2 separate regions of the Oryctolagus cuniculus genome follow, and region 1 is linked to region 2. A link is a contact called in public Micro-C data. All regions are on one chromosome and are shown on one strand. The core of a region is the stretch at or near the end of the contact, and the rest is flanking DNA. Distances in the headings are between cores, read along the strand shown. Region 1 holds the start of ANKDD1B (ankyrin repeat and death domain containing 1B). Region 2 holds the start of ANKRD31 (ankyrin repeat domain 31).

Region 1 (6,068 bases), core at 3,421-5,920, 250 kb before region 2:
GGCCGCAGAGCGCTGGCCGGGCAGGACGCAGGGGGCGGCCGCGGGAAGCTCCAGCTTGCGGACGTCTCAATCATTTCCCTGGAGAGCCTCCTGCCTGGGGGAGTGCAGGCTCTCCTCCACGCACAGCCTGCGGCAGGGGCCGGGACTGCCCGAGGGCGGGAGACTGGGGCTGCGGTCCCGACGCACCTGCCCAACCGCGCGCCCGCCCCAGTGCCAGGAGGCGCCGACATCCCCGACCCCAGCCCAGGACTCACGGAACTCGGGGTCCGCGCCTGCAGCCTGCCGCTCCCGGGCCCGCCTCAGCCACAGGCGGTGCATGGCCAGGCGCAGGCGCCGCGGCCCGTCCGTCCGTCCTTCCGTCCGCCTGCCTCTGCCTCTCTGGCTGCGGGCGGGACGTCTCGGCCCTGCCTGGATGGGTCCGCCCTAACCCTGAGCTTAACGCGCCCCGGTTCTGTGTAGTCTGCTTGGAGGGATCAGACATGGCTGCGACTTCAGTATTAAACCTTTTCTAGACGAGCCTACATAATTTTATTTTTAATAAAGTAAGACTTAATTTCCCACTTGATAAATATGAATTATTATCTTTTCTGGGTAATTCTTTTGAAACATGAAATAATTCAAAGCAAGTAAGTTTTGACCTCCAAAATAAACTCAATTATAAGAGGGAATCCAGTTTTCATTTTCATTTATTTTGAATTCTTTTAATCAATTTATAAAACGTTTCATTTTCATACAAATTATATAATTTCAGTGTTCATCTCAAACTCACAGGTTTTGAAATATTAAATCCAAACCAGTATGCTTCCATATCAGTGAAAACGGCCATATGTCGGGGCCGGTGCTGTGGCGTAGCGGGTAAAGCCTCCACCTGCAGTGCCTGATCCCATATGGACGCCGGTTCGTGTCCCAGCTGCTCCACTTCCAATCCAGTTCTCCGTTATGGCCTGGGAAAGCACTAGAAGATGGCTCAAGTGCTTGGGCCCCTGCACCCACGTGGGAGACTAGGAAGAAGCGCCTGGCTCCTGGCTTTGGATTGGCACAGCTCTGGCCACAGTGGCCACTTGGGGAGTAAACCAGCAAATGGAAGACCCTCTCTCTCTGCCTTTCCTTCTCTCTGTGTAACTCTGACTTTCAAATAACAAATATTTTTTAAAAAAAGACAAAATTACCTATTGTGTTGAGAACACCTCCCACAACTTCAGACTTTCCCTGGAAGACAAAATGAAATGAGCATATGGGGCTGATGTTTGCAGTGGAGCCGGTGGGAGCGGCTACATCCACTGTGGGAGCACAGGGGTTTGTTCGAGTCCTGGCCTCACTTCTGCCTGCTGGTGCACACCCTGGAAGGCCGCAGGTGCACAAGTGCCCCAGGCCCTGCCACCCCTGTGAGATCCAGCTCAAGCTCTTGGCTCCTGGCTTGGCCTGGTCCAGCCCTGGCTGTGAGTGACAGGGGAGTAAATCAATGAATGGAAGGTATTCTCTGTCTCTCTTTCTCCCCACGTATGTGTGTGCGCATGTATCTGCCTTTTAAAGAAAAACGAATTAAAAATACCAAATATGGTGAATTGAACAGAATGCAGAAATCAATCTATGTACTAATACAGAAAGTAATAATATGTACATGGAAAAACAGGACATTAAATGATACGTATCTCTGTATATTATTATATTTACAGCCAAAATTCTGTAAATCAGAAGATGCACACAAAAAGAGAAATCTGCAGCGGAAACAGCATCCAACGGCAAGCAAGCCAACGACAGATCAGAAAGGTCTGCTCCAAGTAATTCACGCCACACAACCGCTTCCAAGTCTAACCAGGAAACGTAGTTACGCTAGAACCCTCTCGAACCCAGGAGAAAATGCATCGCTATGCTCCGTCTTCAGGGGTGTGGTGGGGCTCCCCCTGCCCCGCAGACACAAACCCCAAGGCGGTGTACTGTGGGAACTACAGCCTCGGAGGGACTACGTTCCCCGAGAGCCTGACCAGCTGACAAGCGAGTATACTGTGGACCATATGTTCTTTTTCCTGTTTCACGCAGGTCAGTTCTGTCAGAAGCTCAATCCACACACACACACCCCAGCCCCTGGGGCCCCACGTGCCCTCTCCTGGGCGAGTGAGCCGCTGGGGGCTCTGCTCAGGAATCCACAAAGCCGTGCAGTGTGGTCAACGGCCTAACTGCAGGTGAGCGTCGCGACGGCATCACTGACTGTGCAACAGCGAGGCTGCGGCGTGTGCAGGCGCTGACTGCCGTTTCCTGGAATCGATCACGTTACATCGCAGAAATGATCTATGCTACCATCACTTCCCCACTGACCCTGGACACAGTGCCGAGCATGGAGAACTTCCTTGTCTTGCTTTTACCACAGCATGATACTGCGGAAGCACTGTTTTTGGCTACTCTGGAAGAAAAGCACGGGCTGGTTTGGAGCAGGGAAAACCGAGGGACTGTTTGCCGGTCAGTGCTCAGGTCAGAGGGCCTGAGCAACGCAATGGAAGGAAGGCTCTGCAGAGGGCACTCGGGAGCAGAGCCAGGGCCGGCGGACGAGGAGGCGGCACAAGGGCGTCCCCAGCGAGGACAGCAGAGGCCGCCTCTGACCGCCTGTCTCCTTGCACGCCCAGCCTCCGCACACCTGCTGCCACACAGCTCCTTCCTGCTTCACACCTGTGTCACGTGGCTGTCACCAACCTCGCACATACAGACCACGCTAACTCTAAAGTGAAAGCACTGCTGGTGGGGTGACCCGGATTTTATAAACGCTTCTCTCTCCTTTCCACACCAAAGCAGGTTTTAACTTTTTAAAAGAGGAAATGTCACTAATTTACAAAGCTACTTCTAGTAATTTCATAGAATTTCCGCTATGATTACTTCTAAAATGTGGATTTGAAACATAAATATAAAAGGCTAAAAGCCAAAAAGATTCACTCTTGCTTTAAAAAAAAAATGCGCAATCTGTCACCCAGCAACTGATGGCGGCGATGGCCTGGGTCACCCTCCGAACCCTGGTCGCAGGACAGCGCACGGCACCGATGGCACCCGCGCGACTTGCGTGGGTCTCCCGGGTTTCCTCCGGGTCCGGCCCTATCGCCCAGACTCGGCCAGCTTCCGCTCCAGCCCGTGTCCCCTCAAGTCCGTGCGGCCAAGCACCGAAGACCAGTGAAGGGGGCAGGGTCCCGCCAGGGTGGCTGGACCGCCGGACAGGGTACAGAGGACAGGGTGCCCCCCGGGACCGCGCACCTGGTGGCCGGGCCTCTCAGGGCTGACGGGCAGGGCAGGGTCCCCCGGGACCACCTGGGCCGGGCCTCAGGGCTGACGGACAGGGCAGGGTCCCGCCAGGACCGCCCGGGCCCGCGCAGGGGGGTCAGGGTCAGGGTCAGGGCCGGGCCTCAAGGCTGAGGGACAGGGCAGGGTCCCCCCAGGACCACCCGGCCCGCGCAGGGGGGTCAGGGTCAGGGTCAGGGCCGGGCCTCAAGGCTGACGGACAGGGCAGGGTACCCCCAGGACCGCCCGGCCCGCGCAGGGGGGTCAGGGTCAGGGTCAGGGCCGGGCCTCAAGGCTGAGGGACAGGGCAGGGTCCCCCCAGGACCGCCCGGCCCGCGCAGGGGGGTCGGGGTCAGGGTCGGGCCTCTCGGGGCTGACGGACAGGGCAGGGTCCCCCCAGGACCGCCCGGGCCCACGCAGGGGGGTCGGGGTCAGGGTCAGGGTCAGGGCTGGGCCTCTCAGGGCTGACAGACAGGGCAGGGATCCCCCCAGGCCGCGCGCAGGGGGGTCGGGGTCAGGGCCGGGCCTCTCGGGGCTGACAGACGGGGCAGGGTCCCCCCAGGCCCGCCCGGGCCCGCTCAGGGGGGTCGGGGTCAGGGTCAGGGTCAGGGCCGGGCTTCTCAGGGCTGACAGGCAGGGCAGGGTCCCCCCAGGACCGCCCGGGCCGCGCAGCGGGGTCGGGGTCAGGGTCAGGGCCGGGCCTCAGGGCTGACGGACGGGGCAGGGGTCCCCCCAGGACCGCCCGGGCCGCGCAGCGGGGTCGGGGTCAGGGTCAGGGCCGGGCCTCAGGGCTGACGGACGGGGCAGGGGTCCCCCCAGGACCGCCCGGGCCCGCGCAGGGGGGTCGGGGTCAGGGTCAGGGTCAGGGCTGGGCCTCTCAGGGCTGACGGACAGGGCAGGCGTCCCCCCAGGCCGCGCGCAGGGGGGTCGGGGTCAGGGCCGGGCCTCTCGGGGCTGACAGACGGGGCAGGGTCCCCCCAGGCCCGCCCGGGCCCGCTCAGGGGGGTCGGGGTCAGGGTCAGGGCCGGGCTTCTCAGGGCTGATAGGCAGGGCAGGGTCCCCCCAGGACCGCCCCGGCCCGCGCAGGGGGGTCGGGGTCGGGGTCAGGGTCAGGCCTCAGGGCTGACGGACAGGGCAGGGTCCCCCCAGGACCGCCCGGCCCGCGCAGGGGGGTGGGGGTCAGGGTCGGGGTCAGGGTCAGGGCCGGGCCTCAGGGCTGACGGACGGGGCAGGGGTCCCACACGCCCTCCGCTCTGGGAACTTCCGGACACGCTCCTTCCCTGAAATCCCGGATCCTGTCCCCACGGACTCCCGCGCGGCGGCCCTGCCCAGCTCTGCCGCCAGTGCGTTCCACCACACGCTCGCCGCCCACGCACCGACCCACGCCAGCTCCCGCCGCGGCACCGCCGCCCCAGGAGCACTCGCGCCCGCCCTGCTGCGTAGGACGTCACTGCGCTCCGAGTCTGCGCCGGGGCCGGCGTACGCCCCGCCCCCCCTTGGGGCCTCCGCGCACGCGCATAGCCAGCGCCCCGCCCCACACTCAGTCCCCCTGCGCACGCGCACAGCCGCCGCTGGTCTCCCCTCCGTGTAAGTATTTCGGATGCAGCCTGCGCTCGATGTGATCGCGGAAGGCTGAGGTCCGCTGCACGGCGACCGATTACAGGAGCCATGCGAAGTGCGCTGTTAAAGAGATCCTGGAGTTGCAGAGAGGGCGACACAGCTACCGCGGAATTAGGTCTGCAGCTGTCGCTCTGTTCTGCACACTGGTGGTGGCTTAGTGCAAACGCACGGCTGTCCTGAGCGCGCCACAGAGCCCAGGTCTCTCATCGTTACGCTGGCACGCGCTAACCCTCGACATTCACGTTAAGGGTGCAGTTCTGGGTCAGCTCAGCAGGCTCACGTGGCCCAAAGCCGGCTCCCCCAAAGCGTGACCTCTGTCCAGGACCGGCCTCTTCCTGGGGAAGGCTTTGGAGCTCTTGGGGAGGGGGCGCTGCCGCCTTGGCGGTGTCTGAGCAGTTAGTCTGCTGGGAGATTTCTGCTAACAACACTGGAAGCCTGACCGTGGGCCATGAGCTACCTCTGGGCTCTGCAGGACTCGGGCCCAGCCCGGGGTGGGGCAGGCGTTTGGTGTAGCGGGTGAAGTTGCCACACCGACATCCCATATGGGTGCTGGCTCATGCGCTGGCTGCTCCACTTCCAATCCAGCTCCCTGCTATTGGCCTGGGGACGCAGCAGATGGCCAAGTGTTTGGACTTCTGCCACCCATGTCAGACCCGAATGAAGCTCCTGGCTTCGCCTTGGCTCAGCCCTTGCCTTTGCAGCCACTTGGGGGGTGAACCAGTAAGTGAAAGCCCTCTCCCTCTCTCTGTTAAATAAATAAGTCCTTGAAAAAAGAAAAAGCCCTGGACACCAGGGGGTGGGGCTCCCTGGGCGGCAGTATTTTGCATGTTGTCACTCATTTCCAGAGAACTGGGTGTGCACCACGTGACTCCACCAGCAGACACCTGCAGGCTGTGCCCGGGTGGTCCTGGATGTCACCCACATGCATTTCCCCTCTGCTGACTTTAACTGCGCCCTTCTCACTGTCACCATCTCTAGCCGTGAACATTACAGTGTTTCAGGGTCCTGCAAGTCCTTGCTAGGCCTCAGACTAGCCTTGGGGACTTCTGGCTTAGGATGATCATTTATTTTTCTCTGGATAGAGTTGTTTTGAAACATGCACCCAGAAAGAGGGCATCGGGCACAGTGGCTCAGCTGCTGCTCCAACGTCTGCATCCCGTAACAGTGCCCAGTTGAGGTCCCTGTTC
Region 2 (5,987 bases), core at 225-2,724:
CAGCAAGAGTTCTCTGGCACAACCACACGTAACACCCCGGACAGGACACCCTGGTATTGGCGGGCCTAAACGCAACAGAGGCAGCCCTCCTGCTCACTCCACACCTAGGTATACAGATCCCTTCTCTCGGTTTCACGCTTCTTGATGGGTAGGCACAAATGAGGCCAAAACATCCACCTGCTCCTCCAGTTCATCCTATTCCTCCTTTTCTGTGAGTAGGGATGTCTTGATTTTGCTCAGAGTGTGTTAGGCGAGTGGTGGTGGTGGTGCTGATTTGGCTCCCAAAAGCACTGTTTTCCAAAAATTTTGACATAATCTGGGTTGCAGCTTTTGTGGAACCCTAAGGTCATGTGAAAAGATTTCTCTAGAAAGCACTTTTCTGATTATCCAAACCTACTCAGGGATTGTGAGAATTCAGAAGCAGGTGGACGGTTCAGTTCAAGGAGTTCAACTTGTGGAGGTGTGCCGTCATCAGAAAACAGTCACAAGGGCAGGTGTTGTAGCACAGTGCGTTGAGCTGCTGCCTGTGACACCCACATCCCACATGGGCCCAGTCTGAGCCCAGCTGTTCTCTTTCCAACCAGCTTCCTGCTACTGTGCCTGCGAAGGCAGAAGACTGCCCAACTTCTTGGGTCCCTGCCCCTGCCGTGGGAGACCACGGTGCAGTTCCTAGCCTCCTCCCACCCAGCGACAGCGTATGCCATCAATTGGGGAATGAACCTGCAGACACAAGATCTCTTTCTAACTCTACCTTTCAAATAAATAAATACATCTTTAAAAAATTACAAGCAACATGGAACTAGTTAAATATGTATCATGGCGTGAATTCCAGGGCTTTGTCATGGAGCCCTGACATCATGTGGCTTACACACTTTTATTCTCCATCGAGGTTGGCATTGGCTCTGCCGCTCAGCGAGGTCAAGGAGAGCCGCCCAGTTCTGCCGGCCTCTCCCACGGCTGAGTTCAAGGTAGGGCTGAGGGGATGAGAACATAGGCACTGCACCTGTCTCCTTGGCCAGAAGAAAACTTTCCCTAAACTTCCTCGGAGACGCCTGCTTACCTGTCCTTGGCCAGGACTCCATCAGCCGTAGCGCCAAGAGAAGCAGGGAGACAGATGGTGTACGTTTGCTGACCCCTACTCTGGGAAGCAGCAAGGGACAGAGGGTTGGGAACGGTGGGCCATGGTATCACCCCTCCTGCTGGGAACAAAGCCAGGCGCGGCACAAGTCTGAAACCACAGCAGCAGGTCTTGCGAAATTCGAGAGAAAGCCGCGTCTGCAGGTTCTGCACGGACAGAGACTTTCAGGATGAGGCTGGCCTCCAGACTGACCCACGTACAGGCCCTGTCCTTTACGCAGGGCAGGAGCACTGGAGGCCGGCGTGGCCTCGGGGTAGGCTCCCCCGGCCCCGGGTAAGCATCCCAAGCGGAATCCGGTGTGGGCGAGCGAGGGCGGCCTGCAGCTGCGCTGCCGCCCCTGCGCCGCGAGGAGAAGGCGGCCGGCGGCCGGCGCCTCCGTCTTGCCGGCGCGCTGCTCGCGGGCTGAGGCCGTGCGCTCCGAGGTGGGTGCGGATCCCCGGCCGCGGGCCACTCAGGTGAGGGGAACGGACCCGCGTCCTTCCCAGTCGGACTTCTGGGGTCGGGGGAGGGGTGTTTGTACATCAAGGACATCCTCTGCGAGCCCCTCGATCGGCGGCTTCCGGTAGGGGAGAGGCGGGAAAGGGCGCGCGTCGCCGGGGCGCCCCCTGGAGGGCGCTCCTCGCCAAGGCGCGGGCGGCTCTGTGCTCGGCTGGGCCGCGGCCGCGGGGCCCGGGTGCAGGCGCCGGGCTCCCGGCGTCCCCTCGGGCTGACCGCCCCTTATAACAAACGCACGCGAGTGAGCAAGGGCTTTCCAGAATGTAACTGTGTCCGGAGGAGAGGGGTGTGGGAGACCCCAAGCCTACAGGCAGCCGCCGGCGGCCGCGCGTGCTGGTGGTGCCGCAGAGGCGGACACTCCTGCGGGGCTTCACGCGTGGGCCCCAAGCTGACTCCAGGTCGGTCAGAATTGGAGCGCGTTGCGGGACACCCAGCTGATGTTTTGGCGGGAATTCCGTGAACAGAGACACCGAGACCTTCAACAGGAAGTAGTCTTTTTAAAAACTATTGTTGTTATTATTACTAATCTTTATACCGGCATAAAACTCAGTCGAATTTATATCCAGAAGCCTCAGCGCGGAACAGAGACGGGTATCTCCTTATGTAAGTAAGGCTTTAGCCTGTTTGTGTCCCTTGGAGGGCTCCGTGCGTACACTTGATTGGATGCTCCAGTGTGGCCTGGCAGCCGCAGGAATTGATGCAGTCCTGCGGCTGATGGTGACCCACCCCCCCACCCCCGACACACACTGAGCTGTGGGCTGTCTGGCAAGGGCTAACACCGCGGTGGCAGGTAGTTAAATACAGCTGCCGCAAGCACGGGCCACATCCCGGATCCAGGGTGTGCTTGTCTGACTGCGGAGTCAGAGGTGGTGTGAGCTCACAGGGACCCGCAGGCCGGAGACCGAGTCCGAGTGACCTCAGCTGTGGCCGAGAAGGGCACAGGGCGCCCAGGAGGAGCAGGTGGTGGTGGTGGCACGAGGGTCTTTAGCCTTCGCAAGGGCGAAGCCTGGCTACGCTCCCCACGCCGCCTTCCTGCTTATGCGCACTTGGGGGGGGGGGGCTCTGGGTCACTGCCCCCCAACGTGGGAGATCCGGGGTTCCAGCTCCGAGCTGGCCTTGCTCTGGACAAAGCGCTTCAAGCCGATCTAGGGCGGTGGCTGTGGAGGCTTGGCCGCTCGGGGAGGTTATGGTTGCTGTGAGCCTGGACTCCCGCATTAGCGAGGTGGGCTGCACATCCGCGGCTCTGCGGTCGACTGCCCGCCAGCTGTGAGGCCGGTGCGTGGCCTCCTCAGGGTCACGTCCCTGAGAATAGTTTCTTCAAAAGCCGATCTGCTGCTGGCTGGTTGCCGAGTCGTTCAAACTCCTCCAAGCAGCCCGCGACAGCCTCTGGAAGCCGGAGCCTGGACGCCGCGGGAGGCCCTCCGACCTGGCCGCAGCGCGGCTGCCCCAGTGGCCAGCCACCGTGAGACTTAACCACCGACCGGCAACGTTAGCTCTTAAATAGCCACAGAACTAACCGTTGAGAAATCCACGGAATTTCTTGCAAGTTCGCGCGGGAGCTGGGCGGGGGGTGGGGGGGTGGAGTTCGCGCGGCGTCCCTTCACGCGCCGGTCCACGCAGCACCTTGGGCGGGCTCGCCGTCCCCCGCGGTCAGCCTTGGGCCCTGGTGGAGTCGGCCCTCTGCTGGCCGAGAGTGGATGTTCGCGTCTGGCTGCCAGGCCCTGCAGGGTAGCTGGGCCTGGGCGGTGATTGCCTGTGGGAAACGTGTCCACCCAAGGCGTTGTGAACGTGGACTACTGCTGACAGTGGTGCCCTGCACCCTGCCGTGGTCAGTGACTGCTGGTGAACCTGGGTGTTTGGAATGCATGCAGCTCCTGCCGGGCCTCGGAACGTGCGGTGCACACGGCTTTACGCCCTGCACATTTGAAGGCAGAAGGCCGGGGATCCTGAAACATGGAGGCTTGTGGGTTCCCCCACGTGATCAGAGAACGCTGAGAGGTTTGCTGTCTGTGACTCAGGAGAAGAAAACATGGATGCAGAGGAAACTAGGTACAGGAGAGGCAAGCTGGACTTCGAAGAATACTTAGGCGTCTCTCCCCCTCGTCCCATCCTGTGTCCCTGCTCTGTGAGAGCGGAGACAGCTGGGAGAAATAGGCTGGGACAACCTTGGAAGCAGCCTCGGTGAGAGACACCGGGAAGGAAGCACTGGCTGGAGCCATGTGGTCAGCGGTGCCGCGAGGTCCGTTCCTCATCCTGAGGTGTCGGACATCTTGGGCAAGTAGTCCACCTGACTTGGCTGTTGCAAGGTTTATTCCTTCCACTTCTTGTTTAGGGTGTATTTACAAGCCTCCTCTAGGAAATCTTGCACTTGGTTCTAATTTCTTGCTTATATGCCTCCTCACAGTAACTAACCTGTGTCAGCTCCCAGACACCGTGCTTCCTGTTGGTCTGGTCTTGTAGCCATCCAAGATCAATAATAAAGTACTACCACGGTGATCAAATATTTAATCTGGTTTATCTTACCATCCAGTGCTGTAGTAGGAGAATACTGAGTGAAGATGGTGGCTGGACACCAAATTCCCCTCACTACTTGACAGAGAGGGAGTGGGGAGCGATGAAAGGAGAGAGGGAGAGAGGATTTTCACTACTAGTAATGAAGCAAAGGAAGAATAACTGTATGCATCGGCCCTGAAAAATACAGCCCAAAAGAACCAAACAGAAGATTTTAACTCTAGCGCCCTCAGCCCACCACTGCTCTCTATCTATCAAGCAAGACAGGAGTGGGGTAATCTGACTCAGCATTTAATAGCTCCTAAGCAGGAGAGACATGGGTGCAGGTGGCTGGTAGACAGACTGGAGAAAAGTCAAAGAAATGTGGGGAGAGCCCCTGTCCCAGCAGGTGTCAGGAACAACAGAAAAAACTGTCCCGGCCCATCATGACTGTGGTTCTGGCTGAATCAGGGAAGTGATGTGAAGGCATGGGAGTAATTGCTGCCTGACTCAGGAGGAGGCTTTCTGGATATAAAACAATCTCAAAAAATAGAGCAAAGCTCAGGAACTATAACAACAGGTACACCCAGCCCCAGGAGAATTCTCCCTTCTCCCCCCCACCTGTGTTCCCAGTCTACTGAGGAGAACTTGGAGTTCAGCTCCAAAGTTGTTGTTAGAGGAAGAAAAACAGGAGGGTTAACAAGGATAATCCCTGCGTCTACGTGTGTTGCACAAGTAGCTGGCCCTAGAACAAGGTTCCTCAGTATGGACACGTGACATTTGAGGCCAGATCATTCTTTGGGCAGCTGTGGGTCGCCGTTATTTAGACCATTCTGACCTTTCCCTGCTGAACGCCAGAAGCAGCCCTGGCTGCACAGCTGTGGGTCTCTGACAGAGCATCAGCAGGGCCATCGGAGGGCAGAAGGCCGTTGAGAACCACCACTGTGGAGTGTGGACTGTGCAAGCATGAGCAAAAGGGAATGGTGTGGCAAGCAGAGGAACACACCGTGTTAACACGGTGGGTGAATGAAAGCCACCGTCACCAGGCAGAAGAGGGGGCGACAAACCCGCTCCAGAAGATAGTAACTTAATCATAAACATTCTCTTTCTCTTAAAATAATTTATTAACAATGAAACAAGGGGGCTGGCATGGTGGCATAGTAGGCTAAGCCTGTAGCCGGCATCCCATATGGCTGCTGATTCGTGTTCTGGCTACTCCTCTTCCAATCCAGCTTTCTGCTCTGGCCTGGGAAAGTAGTGGAAGGTGGACCAAGTCCTTGACTCCTGAACCACGTGGGAGACCAAGAAGAAGCTCCTGGCTCCTGGCTCCCAGCTCTGGCTGTTGTGGCTCTTTGGGGAGTAGACCAGCAGATGGAGGACCTCTGTCTCCCCCCGCCAACTTTGCCTCTCAAATAAATAAATTAAACCTTAAAACACGTAATAAAATGAAATCAAAGAGTAGGTGGTAATACAAGAACATGGCCTCTTAACGGGAGATTTTAGTGGTAAGGAAAGGGTTCCAAAATCACATGCTTGATGATGTTTGTTCACAGATAAGACAGCACCTCTTACAGAACCAATAAATTATCAAGAACTGACTGGGAAGTATTAAATATAAAGCTAGTGAAAAAGAGGAAGGTTTGACATAATGTAGAAAGCACCGAGGGAAAAGACGATTAAAGCACTAAGTTTTAGGTTACAAATATGCAGAACATGAGAATATCATCTGCCAAGTCAAATGTCTCTCCATTTTCCTGTAGGAAGTTTAGTAATCAAACCAAATGTCTTGACTACAACCACACTTCGTACCTGCCTACCTACCTGCCTGCCTGCCTGCCCTCCTTCCTTCCTGCCTTCGTAGTCA

What was found. A called contact is a pair of places that touch in the nucleus more often than the background predicts.
Region 1: a contact with region 2 is called in a Micro-C map of ear pinna, with 4 times the contacts expected there. The contact joins the promoter of ANKDD1B here to the promoter of ANKRD31 in region 2. A contact is called at or near these places in 2 of 6 Hi-C or Micro-C datasets (ear pinna and psoas muscle).

The regions. Positions count from the first base shown.
Region 1 is chr14:652,750-658,817 of mOryCun1.1, reverse strand. ANKDD1B (ankyrin repeat and death domain containing 1B) reads right to left here and starts at 4,670. Exons shown (of 15, transcript XM_008251117.4): 1 at 4,638-4,670.
Region 2 is chr14:402,233-408,219 of mOryCun1.1, reverse strand. ANKRD31 (ankyrin repeat domain 31) reads left to right here and starts at 1,474. Exons shown (of 25, transcript XM_051838688.2): 1 at 1,474-2,236. The coding sequence starts at 2,235.